Regions from separate parts of the Sus scrofa genome. Here region 1 is linked to region 2. Evidence: chromatin contacts called from public Hi-C data. All regions are on one chromosome and are shown on one strand. Each heading gives the region's core, a stretch centred on a gene start, on an enhancer-like site or on the middle of the called end of the contact. The rest is flanking DNA. Distances are from core to core; before and after follow the strand shown. Region 1 has its middle 250 kb from the start of CEP44. Region 2 has its middle 160 kb from the start of CEP44.

Region 1 (4,837 bases), core at 1,921-4,420, 93 kb after region 2:
ATGGTTCCTAGTCGGATTTGTTTCTGCTATGCCACGATGGGAACTCCAAATTTCTCCCTCTTGATCTAGCTCCCATTGACAATTTTTGCCTGAACTAGTTTTAATTATGTTGGCTGCAAAACGGTGATTTCCCAGTTCTGTGTCACTCCCTCTACATTTACTAGTTGACTCTCAATATTCTCTAAGCAAGAGTCCTCCCTTTGCTTTTCTTCATCCTCTCCCTTCCTTCATCCCTCCCTCTCTCCCTTCCTACCTTCCTTCCTTTCTCATATGGTTTTAATTATAGATGCTTTGTATTAAGTTCTATTATTGTTAGGCTTCCCTCTTTCTTTCAGTGTTTCTTTAGCTTGCCTTTCATATTGTTTCACATGAACTTAAGTACAAATTCACCTAGCTCTGTTACTTAAAAAAAGGTTATTGGTATTTTTATTTTATGGTATTATATGGTATTTTTATGAATTAACTAACAGAAAACCAGCATCTTAATATTCAGACAGACATCCAGTCCTAGAACAAGGAACTCTTTCCTATCTTCAAGAATACTTTGCTTTCAGTTGTATTTCATAGTTTTCTTTATGTAGAATTAGAGTATTTCTTGTTAAATATATTTCTAAGCATTTTTTTGTTGTTCTGTTGGTATCATAAAGGGAGTTTCTTATCCATTACAAGATAGCACTTTAAAAGTCTGGAAATTGTCTTTTTTAAAGTTTCTCCATCACACTACCAGAAGCTATATTGTGCATAGATGTAACTATAAAGTTTAGTTACAAATATTGTACATGTTTGTTTTCTCCTGCTTTCATGTCTATAAAATCTCCTAATTTATCTGCATTTTTTCATTCTTCATTTTGCCTTTTCAGTGTTCTAGAATAGACAATTTCTCAGGAAGTATATGAAGTAATTTAACATTTAAATAATTATTTCAATAATAAAATAAATCACTGTTTCAATAAAGCCTTGTATTACTTGTTTGTGAACTTGAGCTAAATGTCCTTGGCACTCCCTGCCGACTCCTGAATCACAGCCAAAATGAAATACTCAGAGATAGACTGGTGTGGGTGCGGAATGCTTTTATTTTCACCATGAGCAGGACCAAGTTATAGTTTATCAGTTATGTACAAAGTGTTCTTCAGAAACCCTAGTGTCCTGGCATCATAGTTCTGATTTATTGCAGCAATGTATATAGATTGCCTGATATGCCTATTTTTTAATCTGGCTCTTCCTATAATTCTATTTGTATCCAGTTTTACCATAGAGGGATATTTGTACCTCCACTTCTCCATTTATTTACTAACTGACTTATAATGAATAGCTGAAAATTCGTCCAGTACAGCAGGTAGAAGTAGGTAGTAGAAACAAAACTCTTTCTGCTGTCTTGGTTCTACGGTGAATTCCCATTACAACCAGTTAGGTGCTTTTAAAAGAATTATTTCATCTTCTGGATTCTGTTACTGAAATAGTAAAATAAATGGGTTGACTCGATAATTACAAAGTTCCAGTTGTAAAGTGACATGCTTCACATTAGGTTGAAACAGTGAGCATGTTTATCATTAATAAATTTTCCCTTTGTTTTTGTGACCCAAAGATATAACTCTTAATAAACTGGTGAAATCGTTCTAATGAGAATAGATTCATGTTTTCATAATCTATTAAGACTTATGGGCAGATTCAACAAATGAATTACTATGGTGTACAAGAGTGACTAGCCATCTTCACGACTCACCAATACCCCCCCCACACACACACACAGAATGAGCTTACTTTCTTTGACTCAGAAAACAACACAAAATGAATCTATTTGAGTTGACATACAGGAAATATATTTTTCTCAACTGAAGTATGAATTTCAAAGCTATGTAATATGCTGTTCAATAGAGTAAAGCTCATCCTTATCATTAAAAAGTCTGTTAAAAGAATGTTTAAAAGAATGATACAGAAAACAGCTCCTATTGATATGATAACCTCCTGTGAAGTGTGCAAAGCACACATTTTTTGGAAAGGAGATTTTTTTAAATGATTAGCATTATCCATTATTAATAACTATGGTGAAACTCGGGAGTGTGAGAGACCCTGGCTATTGCCTCCAGTCAAATATTTGCATATAAGCCAGGTCATGCTGGGTGCAGACAAAATGAAAAGAATAATCAGCCTTTCCCAAAACACAGCTCCCTGTCACAGGAAAGCATCATCTCCCATCACTGTCTGATCTTATTTGAGAACACCAGGCATTGCAGATTACCGGAGAGATAGCCGATTTTTTTTTTTTTCCCATAAGTCTCATTGCCAGAATTTCAAACCCAAATTGGATTATTAGAACATCACAGTATAATCCTGGTGCTGATATTTTGAAAGGAAAAACAATAGAAATAGAAAAAGGAACCACAGGGGATACTCTTAATTCTCCTCATGTACATTAAATATCTATTTGCTTAGATTCCCGCTTTGAAATAGGGAAGAATGTCAGAGTCGAGTCGTAGCCCTGAAGATCAGCTCTAAGAATTGAAGAACGTTTTTCCTTTTGCTCACTGGGGCTGTGGGAAAACACATTCGATAAGGTCTAAACGCAGGGGAAGTTGTTAACGAAGCAGTACTTTGTCGCTGGCTTCAGAGTTTTGACCCAAGATTTGTTATAACCCTGTCCCATTCCAGCAAAAACAGCTACTGGCCACCGGATATTCGGCGATGTATTGTAAAAACCGGCTATGTGCCCATATCTGGAGATACGCAACAATGTCAACAAAATCAGCACATATATGAAGGACTGACTTAGTCTGAATATTTGGTGAATTTATTATAGCCCCTAGTAGCAGAGGAAGCTCCCCAAATTCTGTCTGAGATTGAAAAGTCTTCCCAGGTTCAGCAAAGGGTGGTGTGGGATTTCCTTTTTGGTTTCATTTTAATGACCTTTTTGTGCCTTAAAAATCCTAAAACAGGAAACTTTTCTGGGAAGGAAAGCATTTGACCGGGAGAATTTGTCTTTGGCTGTCACAATCTTCAGCTACCATTCAGCTAAATGTTGTTTGGAATAATATGGCCTTAATGCCCCTATCTCCTGTTGAATTGCTCAGACGGGTGGGAGATTAGAGTGGGGAGAGGTGCCGGTATTATCTGTGGGAGCCCTCTGGGGGTCACGCTACACTAACAAGGCCGCCCCAGTCAGGGTGACAGAACCCAGCTGCTGCCTGGCTCCGCCTCCACCGTCACAAGGTTCCACTTACTGGGGGCCTGTGTCTCCAGAGACTGTGTATTCTAACCCATTTTTTTTCCTCCACCTCTAAAAAAGTGGCTAGCTCATCATTTTTGTCCTCATGTTTTAGGAAAGACCTACATGTGAAACCACTTACCTGTTTAACCCTCTGAACCTAAAGAAAATGTGTCACGCCACTTAAAATACCTCCACTCCAGGGCTGCCCTCACTGACGACACGTAGGAGTGCCCTAATGAGCCGTTGATCAGGAAGATAAATACTGGATTTTTTAATATCCATCCATGAGCAGCCACGAGAGTTTAGGTGACTGTATTTCACGAATTGCTTCATCTCTATTTATCCCGAGGGAAGTCATATGGTACATACAGAGCACTGCCCATCTGTACTTTCATCTTCAAAAGGCGCCTTGGTACCTTTTTTTTTTTTTTTTTTCTTTTTTTAGGAAAAGTAATTTCTTTCTTCCACTGAGGGCTCTTTATTCATGGTAATCGCTTTTTTCTTTTTCTTTTAAAGATGGTGAGAAACTTCCCAGGTTTGTTTGGCTCACGGCTGCTTCTGAAAGGCCAGCACACGGCAGGCAAAGCTCTCGGTTTTCACCTCAGTTTCTGGGGAGGAATGTCAGTCAGTCTTGGGTCAACGCAACTTAGAAACGGTGATAATGATTCAGCCAGTAGAGGGAGCTAGGGCTTCCTCACAGCTTAAAGGGCACAGCCCAAGGACGCAGCAATTTTGGGGGGATGAAGTTGATTCTTAATGCTACCCCGAGAGTAAAGGTTTGTACATTATTTTTCCTATAAAAGTGAGGAAGGAAACAAAACCATCCCTACCTTTTGAGGAGAATAACAAGTTAGGAGAAGTTTATTAGCATTATAGCTTATCGCTTTGGAAGAGTGAATCATTTTGGAAAGACAAATCGTGTTTATAATTATACTCATTAGACTACTATAATTAAAACTATTATTATAACAAACTTACATTCATACAAGGCTAAAAGAAGGAGGGAGCATTCAATGAGATTTGAATACTTGTTTCATGTTTGGTATTTAAATGGTTTTGCCAAGTTAACTCATGAAACAGATTTCTCCTCTTCGGTGCGTGCACTTGCACTGGGGAAAAAGGCAATGAAAGCATTTTTGGTGTCCTATTTTTTTCATTTATCAGCATTTGTAATTATGGTTAAGTGCTTCCAAAACAGGGCCTCGATCTATGAAAGGTCCTGCATTTATATAGTGCTTTTAACTTTTTGAAGTATTTTTATATGTGCTATCTCATTTTAAAGTAGATTTGACACAGCCCCAATCTATTAAGGAAGTGACCCTTTAAACCCAAGAACACTCTGGACATTTTTTAGCTGTACTTATCTTAGCTACCATTATAAAACTTAATGAAAGTCACGGTGATACTAAAACTTCCATAATCAGTATAAAGTTATCAAAGTGGAAGTTTTGCAAAAAGCCACTACATTATTTTTTATCATCCAGAAGGCTTTTTCGTTTTTATTTCAATCAATTTGAAGTTATCTGTGGTTTGTGTTAAGAGTAATACTGTCAAGAATTTCATTATAGCCATCATTGTTGAGAATTTTGTAGAAATAACAAGTTTTATGTGTTCAGATTAGCCCATAAAATA
Region 2 (5,353 bases), core at 682-3,181:
AGGGAGCAATACTCGGAAAAAAAGCCAAGTGTGAAAAGAATGCTCTGTGAGATCAGCTTTGAGGCATAGATCTTAACAGTTGGAAAGAGGGAAGCTATTCTTGGAAGAAAAAAATAATGTGGGCAAAGAGCTGGAGTTGGGGGAAATAACTGTGTTTGGGGAGTGGTGAATACGGGGCAGTTGAGTTAAAGTGAAAACTGAAAAGACAGCTGCTTTTATTGGGCTCTCCTTTTGAAAAAAAAATTTTCTATAGACCTGAGAACATCAATTTAGTTTCCCAGATAATGGATTTTGGTCATAAATGATGCTGATCATTAAACAACAAGGAGGAACTAAAGTTTGAAGGAAAAGTGGTGAGCAAAACTTGATTAGAAATATCTTTCTTGATTATACCTTATATTCCTATTTTGATCTTCTCTATTTTAAATGGAAACAACCTCCTCATTTTCTTTTTAAAATATCAAGTTGGCTTAATGACAGTGTATAAAAGCAGTACAAATTTATTTATGCAGATGAAGGTCTAAAAAAATCAAGATCCATATTCATATTTCATTTTTTATCCCTGGCATCTTTTTCCTTCAGTTGAATATACCCATGCAGCTATATTAATATATAAACGTTATTTTTCCTTGGATGGTATTAATCTCAACCAAATATCTTAAGAGAATAATGGGAGGGTTTTTCCTTTTTGTTCAGAATTTCTTTTAAATCAGACATCTGGTATTTGGCACTCAACTTTTATTAGACTGGTCCAGCACTTTTAAAGGGGGGTAAATCATATGACTTTCATTTTAATTTTTACTGTAATGGTTTAATGTAGCCAACATATGCTGAGTAATAGCATTAAAATAAAATCAGTAAATGAAGGATTACAATCTGTCTGTGTCCAATTTTGCAAAGAAACTAATTAGAGAAAGGTTTTTCAGATCAGAATTGGATTAGCCAGCAATTTTTAAAAATTGTAATAATATAATGAGAAATCTTGGGACTTTAACATGTTGCTATTGAGAAAGAAAAATTGTAAGGGACATTAACACTTTTCACTCTAATTCTGGGCTGTGGGAAGTGCAGGTCAGGGTAATTCTTTTGCAGGACTCTCTCCTCACTGCCAGAAAGCATTTAGACACGAAATCCAAGGCTTTTTCACAGTTATCTATTTTAATTATAAATATTAACTTGGGAACTGGAATGATTATAGCTGGTCTACGGATAATGCAGATTTCCCCACATCCTGGGGAGCATTCATTTCAATTTTCTCATTTCACTAACTGGGATTTGAGAAAGACTTTCTAGCCCACTCCTTAATTTTGGGCAGCCAGCCAGTTATTTTCTATGGTTCTACTTACTGAGGTACAGAACTGCATTTGGAATTAAGCTGGAATTTTATTTATAGCTTTGGAATGTCTTGCTAAATGTCTCTAAATATGGCACTTCTCTGTAAATGGAATGAAACCTCAATCATTTCTACATAGAAATTGAGCAAAGAGAATTATTGAGGTAATGTTTGTCAGTTTCCTTAAATTCTGTCAGTTACGGGTAGCATAAATAAGAACATTAATGGATTCGTCTTACCACAGAGATCTTAATTATAAATATTTTGGGCTCATGACTAGGACTGGTAATTCAAAGGAGATTTTTGACAAACAAGCTCAACATGGAACATCACTCTATAAGAGGTAATTTTATGACTTGTAAGATAATTTGGAAAGATTCGGTTCTGATTAAAAGAATAAAAGGTGAGGTATAAAATTATTCTACCTAATATCCATTTCAATATCGTGAATAGGACAAAACCATGTTATGTTCATTTAGTGTTTTTCAGTGAATAAGAAACGCGATTGGTTGCGCTTTGCAATTTTTAGGCATTCACTAAAGTCATAATTTCCTCATGTTATAGAAATCCAGAACAGGACAAACCAAATCACTGGTTCAATATGCTAAATTAGCATAGTTGGCATTTGACAAACTCACGGAAAATGGCCTTCAAAATGCCAGCATGTCTTTGCCCCTTTTATCTCCTCAAAGTAGTGTCCCATTCTTTTCCAAATGTCCTAAATTTCAATGTCATTTTTATTTTCCTTTTTGTTCTTTTTCTAGACAATCTCAAGCAAAGTGAGTAATACAGGAAGGGATTCCAAGGAGCACCACAGGAAATGCTCATCTAAAGACCCCTCTTCTGCCATTGACCAGTTTGATCTCTTTTCTTTTTTGGACAATAATTTCCACTGCTAAGTTCATTAGAAATTAGGCAACACAGCAAGAGAATGACCTTACAAAACATAAGTATGTGCAGTGAGCAAGAACGTACTGAATCTTGTTCCTTCAGGTTTTCTACGTTTATGTTAATTTTCACTTGTGCTTTTGGTGAGACAAAAATACCATAATATATATCATTTGGGTCCTCAAGGAGTTTATCATGAAGCCATCGATACACCTGAAATAATCTATGAACAATCCTAGAAAACGAATAACAAATTGAGAAATTAAATATAATTATTTCAAATGTGTGTGCTACAGATAGTAGTCAGGACAAAGGAGTCCTTAATGGATGGGAGATAATAACTAGGTTACATGTAGAAGTAACTTGAGCTTGGGCCTTGGATTATCCTATAAAGGAAGAAGGGGTGGAGTTCCCAATGTGGTGCAGTGGGTTAAGGATCCACCTTTGCAGCAGCTACAGCATAGGTGGCAGCTCTGGCTCTGATTCATTTCCTGGCCCAGGAACTTCCATATGCTGCCTCTGTGGCCAGAAAGTGGGGAAGAAAAAGGAAGAAGCGATGGGGGGTGGGGGTGGGGGGTGGAGTCCAGAAATTGTCTTTGAATGAATGTAACAGGAGTAATTCCAAGTCAGGTAACCACTAATAGGGCAGAGATAAACTTGAGTTTCCCCAATCATGAAAGTTTACTTAACATCCATCAAAGACTCACATGAGGAGGATTTGGAAAGGTGTGAGGATATAACCAAAGAGAGAAAATCAAAAGATCAACATTGATGGCTTTAAAATTGTGGCTTCTTCTAGTGTTGGTCCAATGGCGTTAATCCTCACTTCTTTCTCTTCCCCACTTTTTAGTCACTGTGTCTGGTGGAACTACATAGAATTAGATGTTTTTCTAAATCTTCTATATATTCTACTGCATTAATGATAGCTCAGCAGAGATGCCTGGAGGCAGAGAGAATGGAACTGTAACACCATTCCACTGCCCAGGTCGTTCTCTCGCACTGACCAGGAGCTTGGTGGATTCCTTTACACCTGTCAGTCTCCACATGTGTCAGAGGTATGGAGCACATGCAGGTTTTGTTCGAGAGCTCCACACTTTCTTATGAAAATGCAACTACTAGTAGTCTCCAGTACAGAATTTCCCCAAGTGTAGGTATATATTTTGTTTAGACTATTGTAACTATTCTTTCTCCCCAGAGTCATGTTCTTACTACACAGCATTTAGTCTTCACATACTTGGATAAATATTTTCTATCCAATATTAATTTTCCTTTCAGTCTCCTTCTACTTGTTTTCCTCTTATTACATTTTAAAAAATTCAGAGAAACTTTGAGAATAGATGCAAATGAACAGAGGCATTTGACATCACGAAACCATTATTTACAGTCCTGGGGAGCCATGGTGTTGTAAGGGAATCAGACATAAATATTCATTTCACACTGCATTTGACTAACCCTTGTATTGTTTCTTTTTAACAGTCTGAAATGCTTTCGTTTCTCCAGTTATATCTAAATGAAGTACATACCCAAGAAAGCTTAAAGAATGATAAATGTCCTTTTAATGTACATTTTCTTTCATATTAGTCTCCAGGTTTTCTACTCATTACCAATTAACTTGGAGTGTCCACATTTGCATTAATTAGAGGAAAAGTACAGTTTTGATTACTGACAGTAATTACTCAGATAATAATAAAAATTAGATTTTTTTTCTCTCAGTAATGTTCTAAGTTAATGGATCCAGCATAGGATAAGATATTATTTTGATTAAATAACATCCCTTACCTGATCTGACTCCTGTGGTACAATGATAAACATTAGCATCCTGAAATATAATTTTTCTTATTTGCTGTTCTCACATACTCAATTTAGCTTGAAAAAAATACCGTTCATTCTACTACGTAGCCTGGATCTTCCATTTCCCTCTGAGGCTGGAAGAACTGACTGAGTGGGGTTTGCAATTGGAATTTCCTTCATAGACTTTCCCTAAAACCCAATAAAAAGAAATAGAAAAGGGAGGCTGAGCCTATTTCATTGACTCTAGGCCCATTGCCTGGTTTCTATTAAGTTTGACAGTATTTATTTGTGAAGCTAGAATGATGTAAGAAACTGAGGCTGTAAATACATTTTCCCCAAAATATCAAATATTGAACCTGCAAAAACTAAATAATAACGAAAAGGGTAGAAAGTGACAAAACTGAAGTTCTTCTCCCCACTGCTAAGCCTCAGAAATTCCACTGAGTGGACAGACACTGACACTTCCTGTCTCAGTGTAAAGTCTGTTACAGCTCACATTTAAGCCACCAGTTTTAGTCCGTGGTGGCATATCAATTGTATTTAATTAATATACTGCTGTTCTAATATACTTATGTCATCAGTTATAAAATCAGGCATATGTTATAAAGCAATGAATATATGTATAGTATTGCCTTTTAAGAAAATTCTAGAAAATTCAAAGGAGTTATTCTCCCCTCAAAAATGTAATGTTACGACATTTTTGGTATAATAGTAAACCTGTCTTAAAAAGCTATCACTCATAAATGAGTTTTCCCATATGATGTACCCAAATTGTAGATAATGTCCAGAACTTAACGTTTTTATTCTACAACGTTTTCTTCTTTTCATAGCTGGTCATGTAAAAAACAAAACAAAACAAAACCAAAAACACATTATGTTCCTCTAGGCAGGATGATTTTTCCAGTGAAAAAATTTTAGTCCAATGATTCCAGTAGAACCTGAACAAGCGAACTTCTCGGTATGTCATAGAAATTTTAGGTTCTTAAAGGGCAAAACTTCCTCACGAATGTGGCAAAATAACTTAATTTTCAGCTTTTTTTTTTCTTTTCTAAATGGTGGACCTGAAACCATCAAATCTGATTTTTTTTTTTTTTTTTTTTTGCGTTTGTACTTATTACATCACAGTTTAAAACTTTAAGCTTTGTCGTGATTCTGCCGGCTATTACTTCTGATATTACCTTTTAGGCAAATGGTATTCATTTAAAATTGGATTCTGTGAGTCTTTGATTTTACACGAAACTTTGGCTTTTGGAAGAGAATGAGAGCATCATTGGATCCTTACACCCTCTTTAACCATGGGGCTCAATATACTTTCCGCGGATGGAGCGAGCACTGTCGAGT

The links. A called contact is a pair of places that touch in the nucleus more often than the background predicts.
Region 1: a contact with region 2 is called in a Hi-C map of heart right ventricle, with 4 times the contacts expected there. The contact joins two enhancer-like sites. A contact is called at or near these places in 5 of 47 Hi-C or Micro-C datasets (embryonic fibroblasts, epiblast stem cells, fetal heart ventricle and 1 more).

What each region holds. Positions count from the first base shown.
Region 1 is chr14:16,142,796-16,147,632 of Sscrofa11.1, forward strand. No RefSeq gene overlaps it. Among named protein-coding and RNA genes, the nearest start is that of CEP44, 250 kb to the left of the region's middle. Within about 2 kb of position 3,171, at least 10 of the 83 cell types and tissues checked have an H3K27ac peak or open chromatin away from gene starts, as enhancers often do.
Region 2 is chr14:16,050,565-16,055,917 of Sscrofa11.1, forward strand. No RefSeq gene overlaps it. Among named protein-coding and RNA genes, the nearest start is that of CEP44, 160 kb to the left of the region's middle. Within about 2 kb of position 1,932, at least 2 of the 83 cell types and tissues checked have an H3K27ac peak or open chromatin away from gene starts, as enhancers often do.